Regions from separate parts of the Anser cygnoides genome. Here region 1 is linked to region 2. The links are chromatin contacts, called in public Hi-C maps. All regions are on one chromosome and are shown on one strand. The core of a region is the stretch at or near the end of the contact, and the rest is flanking DNA. Distances in the headings are between cores, read along the strand shown. Region 1 overlaps FHIP1A (FHF complex subunit HOOK interacting protein 1A). Region 2 overlaps SH3D19 (SH3 domain containing 19).

What was found. Hi-C and Micro-C count contacts between places; a contact is called where the count stands out from the background.
Region 1: a contact with region 2 is called in a Hi-C map of liver, with 18 times the contacts expected there. The contact joins two enhancer-like sites. A contact is called at or near these places in 2 of 7 Hi-C or Micro-C datasets (both in liver).

Annotation. Positions count from the first base shown.
Region 1 is chr4:46,927,513-46,930,882 of Taihu_goose_T2T_genome, reverse strand. It overlaps FHIP1A (FHF complex subunit HOOK interacting protein 1A), which reads right to left. Exons shown (of 14, transcript XM_066996734.1): 8 at 848-1,015. Among named protein-coding and RNA genes, the nearest start is that of FHIP1A, 70 kb to the right of the region's middle. Within about 2 kb of position 2,017, at least 2 of the 3 cell types and tissues checked have open chromatin away from gene starts, as enhancers often do. A contact at or near this core is called in liver, where this site is marked.
Region 2 is chr4:46,796,206-46,799,560 of Taihu_goose_T2T_genome, reverse strand. The region is part of intron 2 of SH3D19 (SH3 domain containing 19); the gene reads left to right. Among named protein-coding and RNA genes, the nearest start is that of SH3D19, 33 kb to the left of the region's middle. Within about 2 kb of position 2,025, at least 3 of the 3 cell types and tissues checked have open chromatin away from gene starts, as enhancers often do. A contact at or near this core is called in liver, where this site is marked.

The DNA of each region.
Region 1 (3,370 bases), core at 768-3,267, 130 kb before region 2:
CAAGCAAGGCTCAGAAGGGTAGTCCAGTGCAACAAGTATTCATTTTCTGCCAGAAGATGAAACTGTTAGCAAAGGTAACTTGACTATCTCTGTAAGCTAGCTCTCCAGTCACTGTGGCGCATTGTGCCTATACTGGGAAGGGGCTCACTGCAAATTTGAGATAAACCTTACTACACGGAGGAGTGAAGAAAGAAAAGGAAGTGGCAATCTGATCACTTGAGCAAGAAAGTGCCTTTTTTTAATCAAACAAGAAAGCTGGCAATATCTCTGTTAAGCAAACACGCTACAACAATACACACTTGTGTCCTGAGAAATATATTGGCAATACTGCAATCACAACTTGAGCAATTTGGAGACATCCTTACAGGGCTCCCACTGTCTCCTACAAAGATCATTTGCAAATAGTTGCTGCTAGGCAGAACTCCAAACATCAAAAATGCACCTCACCTTGATTATGTTTATAAGTCCTAGGGATGAGTTATGTATGGCAGCACTAATTCAGCCATATCCAGAATGAAAATACTTCCAAATTTCCCTTTAGAGTTCTAACACAATTCAAACTTCCAAAAGCCCTCATCTCCCTCTATCCCATTTTGTGTATGGGTCAGACCACCTCGCACATTTATCAACTTCTCAGTGCAGCAGTGCAGCCATAGCTAGCTGCCAGCATAAAAAAAAAAAAAACACAACCAACCAACCAACAACAACAAAACATTAAAAACACACATTTGGGTGGGGGAGAAAATTCCAAGTTAGACAAATGCTCACTGCAAACACAGGCTCTCCCATTTAATTAGTTAACCTGCATCCACACTGAGCACCTGACCTTGCCTCCTGCTTGTCTTACCCGGAACGGCGTGTTGATTCGGCTAGTAAGTGTATCTAGGATGTGCACATTCTCATGTCGATGCAGCAAAATAAAACGGAGGAAAATCTTGAGGAGGGCTGGCTCTGAAACACTACGCAAGAAGAGATCCAGGTATGCAGTAGTAGCCATCACTTCTTCCACAGTCACCTACAGGGAAATAAAAGGCAAATGCAAACATACTGTGCACGCAAAACATCCATCCTTACCCTGCAAGTATACGATACTCAGCACCCACCCTAAGCTCTCCATACGCTGCCAACAAAATACTGAGACCCTTGCTTTTAAACCTGCGAAGTAATGTGCTTCTGACTTACTCGTAAGCATTCTGAACCCATTTCTTATGTTTTGCTTCCCCAGAAATAAAAACTCCCCAAAACTGCCAACACCCCAGATCTCATACATACTGAAATACTACGAGCCAAATCCTGCTAGAAGTTCCCCACCACATTTCTGCTGTGTCAGGGGTTTTGAATCACACTTCTGCCATTCCTCAGAAGCATTCTCAGATGTAGTGAATACCTGGATCTACCGTGTTATTAAAAATAAATGACAACAGAGCAGAATCAAAGCACAGTACAAACTCGTAAGTCCAGAGCTTTAAAAAATAAAGAACCAAAACATGTCTATCCACAATTTTGCCACTATTTTCCATCTCACTCAATTTTTAAAAGGTGTGTGTATACACCCACACACACGCAAACCAAAGACCAAAGTGTTTGCTACTGCCTATTTGTATGTCAAAACACAATTGTCCCATATCCACGCGACGCTTGCATACCATTTGGATAGCCCATACTACTCTGCTTAATGCAAGCCTTTTGGAGCTTATCTATTGACAGTATGCACTGGCAAGGCACAGCAAATTCCAAAGGCCACCTCTGCACCACACACTGCTGTTGCAAAGTCAGCTTTTTAAAAATAGTTACCCAGGAACCTAATAAGCTTAAGTGTACAAAGATAAGCCCTCATACACAAAAATCTTTCTGTATGAAAGGAAGTATTAAACATCTTTTGTTTACCAAACTTAGCTGAATAAATGAAAAGACTGATTTTATTAAAAAAAGAATCAAAGCTGTCACTTAAGAACTAAGAGGATTTAGAAGCGACTCAGAAGGGCAGCACTTACGTAACATGCCTTAAATATTAAAATCCCTGTTCCATTATGCCGCGCGTTAGCTACATGCACAGTAATGTCATCCAGCAAACGCTCCCTTTAAAGCATTTAAGATCACAAGCTGCTTCTGGCCAGTTACACAGAACATAGGAATGCTGTATACAGCCTGCAGACCTTATGGAGAGGGGGCACTGACGAGGAGAATGCAGAGTAGCTCTGAAGTTGAGGTCATTGATTGCCTCTCTTTCTCAGGCTTTATTCTGATACTCTGCTCCAACATCCTTAACATCAAGGAGCAGACTACTAGCTCATTTTGGTATTAGAAACAAAACACCAGGGAAGCTGCAACAGGCACATTTTTCACCAGAAATAAGCGAGTTCATTTCTCAGTTTATTTTGGTCAAAATCAAGCACTAAAACATAATAGTGAAAGGAAAGGAATACGGCACATTTTCACTGGCTCTGTGGACTTTGTAAAGCTAAGTAAACAACAGCCAGACATGTTTGCTAGATCTGTAGTTGTATGTTCAGTGCTGCCCAATACAGAAATGTGAAAACAGATCTTCCCTGAAAGAACATCTATTAACATATAATCCTCCAACTCAGAATCCAGTTTATGAATTCATTCCTCCTCCTTCTCCTACAAATTTCAAGTGAAAAAAAAAAAAGTTGTGAGATCAAGCACCCCAAAGTTACAAATCACCAGGATTAACACCGTGGCTACAGCTCTGGTTCAAATTCTGCATTACTGTAAATATTATGATAAAATGCCTTTTTATGTGCATATGCACGTAGGCACACATTTCCACAGCAATACCGCCACATCCCAACCACCACAAAACTTGCTCGGGAAATGAGCGAGGGGCTGTGCAACAAAGGAAATTGTTTCTGGTTGGAGCTGAGATTCATTTTTTTGCAATAGCCAAAAGGTGTGGGAACTCATGGGGTAAAATAAATAACTAACTAAATAAAGGCTTTCTGATTACAGCCATTGACTGTTGCCCTGAGAACTGGCATTTTCTGTTTTGTGTTTTACAGCAGCAAACAGTAAAAAGCAAACCCCAAGAAATCCATCATGTGACATCATAATGATAGCATACAGTTCATCAAAGAGTTTAAAACCTCTGCCAAGAAAAGGCCAGACAGAAGTAATATATTGTTATGTCTCTGTCACTCCTCCTTCATCCTTTATGAGGAAAATGAAGCACGCACTTGGCCTGTGGGTTTCACAGATGTTCGCTGACAGCAGAGGAATGGGCCTATGTAGATATATAAAATACTGAAACGGTAAATGAAAGCAAGCAAAGGCTGCAGATTCACAAGGGCAGTGACCTTTTTCTGAAATCAATGCTCTTTGGGCAGCTCGTGCTACATTTGTATCAGCAAGA
Region 2 (3,355 bases), core at 776-3,275:
TTCACATACCACTTTTCCCCTTTTACAAAACTTTAAGCTTAAAGATAACCTTGCCACTATAATTACATTCTCTATGAAGTACACAGACTATTGAAGAAAGTCTAATATCCATACTTTATAATAGTTAAAGACCTGTAAAGATACCTTGAATCCTGTGGATCTGGATCAACAGGTTTCCCCTATGCCTTTGTCCTCCTCATCCTTCATTATTAAAACAGGTTTTATTCATCTGTGAGGTCAATTACAAAGTTTTTGGAGCTCACTCAGCCACCAGCTTGTGTTCTGATGTACAGAGATGTATGAGGCAAGCAGGATGTCCTGTCAGTGGCCACTGAGGGCTTTGATTTGCTGACTGAAATGCCACTGCAAATAGTTGAATCAAAGAGCCATTCTTGAGAAACAAGCTTCGTTTCATACTGCTTAACAGCAGAAGTAGGGCACTGTCATCTCACGCCATTTGCAAATGCAAAAACTTTGCAGACTTTAATGGTAAAGAATTTACATCTGAAAAAGCTGCAGTTTACAGCTAAGTCTTTTTGTCTGATAGAGGCTTCTTCCCTACACTTTTCACCCTTATTCTTTTCCCTAAACACAGTGCTGGCTGAGCCCAAATATCCTACCTCTATCACTAAGACAACTCAATGATACTCGCATTTACATTCACTGTGCTGCATTACGATAACATTTTACACTTAAAATTACACGTGCTTTCAACTGCTAGAAATATTTACTACCAAGATTAAATTGTCATTAAAGTATTTGCAATATTATTTCTCAATTTCCATCGAGACATATTTGCAGAGGTATCACAGAAGTGAGTACGAATTGTTGATAAATAGGTTAGATCGTAGATTCTTGACTGTTACAGAAGGGCCAAACTCTTCAATAAGCAGGGCCCTCCGTTCTTGTCATACACATTTTGATGGGAGACAAAATCCGTAAATAGACAACGAAGACTGAGAATAACTTGAATAATGCTCTGACAATTTGTCTTTCTGGAATGGGCAAGTGCATGCAGTCCTCTTTGGGGCAAGGTGCAGTGCAGCTCAGGTTGTCTGAAAGAAAATGCAAAGTGAAAAGGGGAATTCTGTCTAGCGTGTCTGTAGCTCTGGATCAGGAAAGTGTTAATTTGGGATACACATGAACTGAGTGATTCAGATTCACACTAAAATTTGGGGTGTTTTAGCTTCAAGATCTAAGCTGGACATTGTTAAGTGTGGAAGCTGTTGCATGTTGATGACTGCAGTTTGCTGCAAGGATCAGTGGGTGAAATGTTATCATTTGCTGCTTTGATCTGCTTTTACTTCCTTCCAGTGTCCTGCCATAAAATTGAAGGTTCGGTGGCTGAAATACCGTCTCCAAGTACGACAGTGACAAGCACATGAATATGGAATAAGTGGCTGAAGCAATAGCTAGAAAGCCATTTCTGAAACCATCTCCCTACACTGATCAATGCGAGCTGTTCTAATTAGCTGAGCAGCTGGGTTTTAGCTGCTTCTTAACTACGTCCTTGCTTATCCAAGCAGTGGGAAGTCACAGTTGCTCTGTTCATTTAGTGATGCAGAAGCAGACATCTTCAGCATAGTGATGAGGATTGAATTGTAACTGGGCTTAATTACTGCTTCGGGATTGCTTGCTTTTGGGGCCAGGCCCAAGAGAGGTAAAGTGGTACCAGGGTGAGTCTGATTTCCTAGATCTGTAGTATTGAGCACTTGATTTCTTAGGTGACCGGATCTTTATTAGTTCCCGCAGGGCCATGGGGTGCAATACCCCATTACTTAGCAGGGAAGGTGAGGGTGCTGTCTTCATGTTCCAGAGCGGCCACGATGGTGCCAGGCCACTGCCAGCTGCTTTCTGCTGGTGATCGTCTGATCTCCCAGCGAGCCAGTCTGGGCAACCAGCACGAGCAGAAAACCAAACCACAACAGTGAATCAGCTGATGCCGAAGGGCGAGAAGAACAGCTGACCCAAGGCAGAGCCAGCGTTTGGTGATTTGCTGTCTGATCAGCCGCACGTTGGAAGTGAGTCACAGGCTAAAGGTCGTGTTTTGTGTGTGGAGGCTGAGCTGCTTCCCACAAGGACAGCCGCTGGCCTCACTGGCTGCCCCTTCTCACCACCTCTTGCATCACCCTGGTGCTCATGGGGAGCTACAGCCAGCTGGAGCAGTCAGCCTGTCTGCCTGAAAACTAATTGGGGTGTTTGTTATTAGCAAAATCACATGGCTGATCCAGCAGACGTGGCCATGTCAGCACCGGCACAGGATGGCTGGTGGAAATGGAGAGCCTGTACTGGCTGTGCACTCTCTGTTTGTCTTATACCAAGGGAGAAACTGCATCTCGGGTCCATGTGTCACGTAAACTAACAGCTCTGTCCTTGGCCTGCCATCTGCATGGTGGTAAACTCAGTCTTTTGCACCAGCCTTAATTTTACTATAGAAATACTAACGTCTTTCTGGAACTCAGTCTGCGGTGAAATCATTATATTTTGAATATTTTGTTTGGAATAATGTTTTCTAAATAATATTAACAGTTTCCTAATAAGCTTTAAAAAGATTACATTGTGGTACGTTGGCTATTAGGAAGCTAGCATGATTTCTAGAGGAACTGAGAGGAATAGATCGTGCCTTTCATTATTCTAGTGTTTTACCTCGCAGTGATTTCAACATCAGCTATTGAAAAATTCTTGGCTGGCATTCCAAGAAGTCACAAGATATTAAAAATAGCAATGTTTTAACTTTTTAAAGTGCCGGTGTAAAGAGTCAATAATTATCACAACTGAAAATGTGTTAAATGCCTTTTACGCAGGTGTGTGAACCAAAGGACAGATGTCCGGAGAAAAATCCCATATAATGTGATGTGAAGGATAAATCTTTGGAGCAGATGCTTCACTATATTTGTTTTCTAGAACAAGTGATTGTCCTTTTTCATTTTTTTCTCACCAGAAAAATCTCTAGAACAATGTATGAAATAGGTGTGATCGGTTTTCCTGTAGAATACTCATCGTTACGTCAGCTCTGATAAAGAAACCAAAGGTGTCCCTCCTGCTAGAGGGAGGTTCCTGTGGGAGCAGGCGCTGTAGAGGGTTGCACGATTCCTGCAGAGCACCCCATGCGTGCCACAGAATAGGAGGGTGAGTGGTCGGAGGTGGATGAAGGAAGGATGCTGAGACAGGACCATAGCTTGGGATGTCTTTTTTATCCCAAGCAGTACTGCAGCCCATAGGGCAGAAGTCTGTAGGTAGCCTGGGGAACCCCCCCTACATCGGTGAGGGTGTGCTTACAAGCAGGAGGGAGGAATCACAAGCCAGCACTGCCTGTGGCCTCCAGCAGCAGGCAAAGCGCAGCATGAGTCTGTCA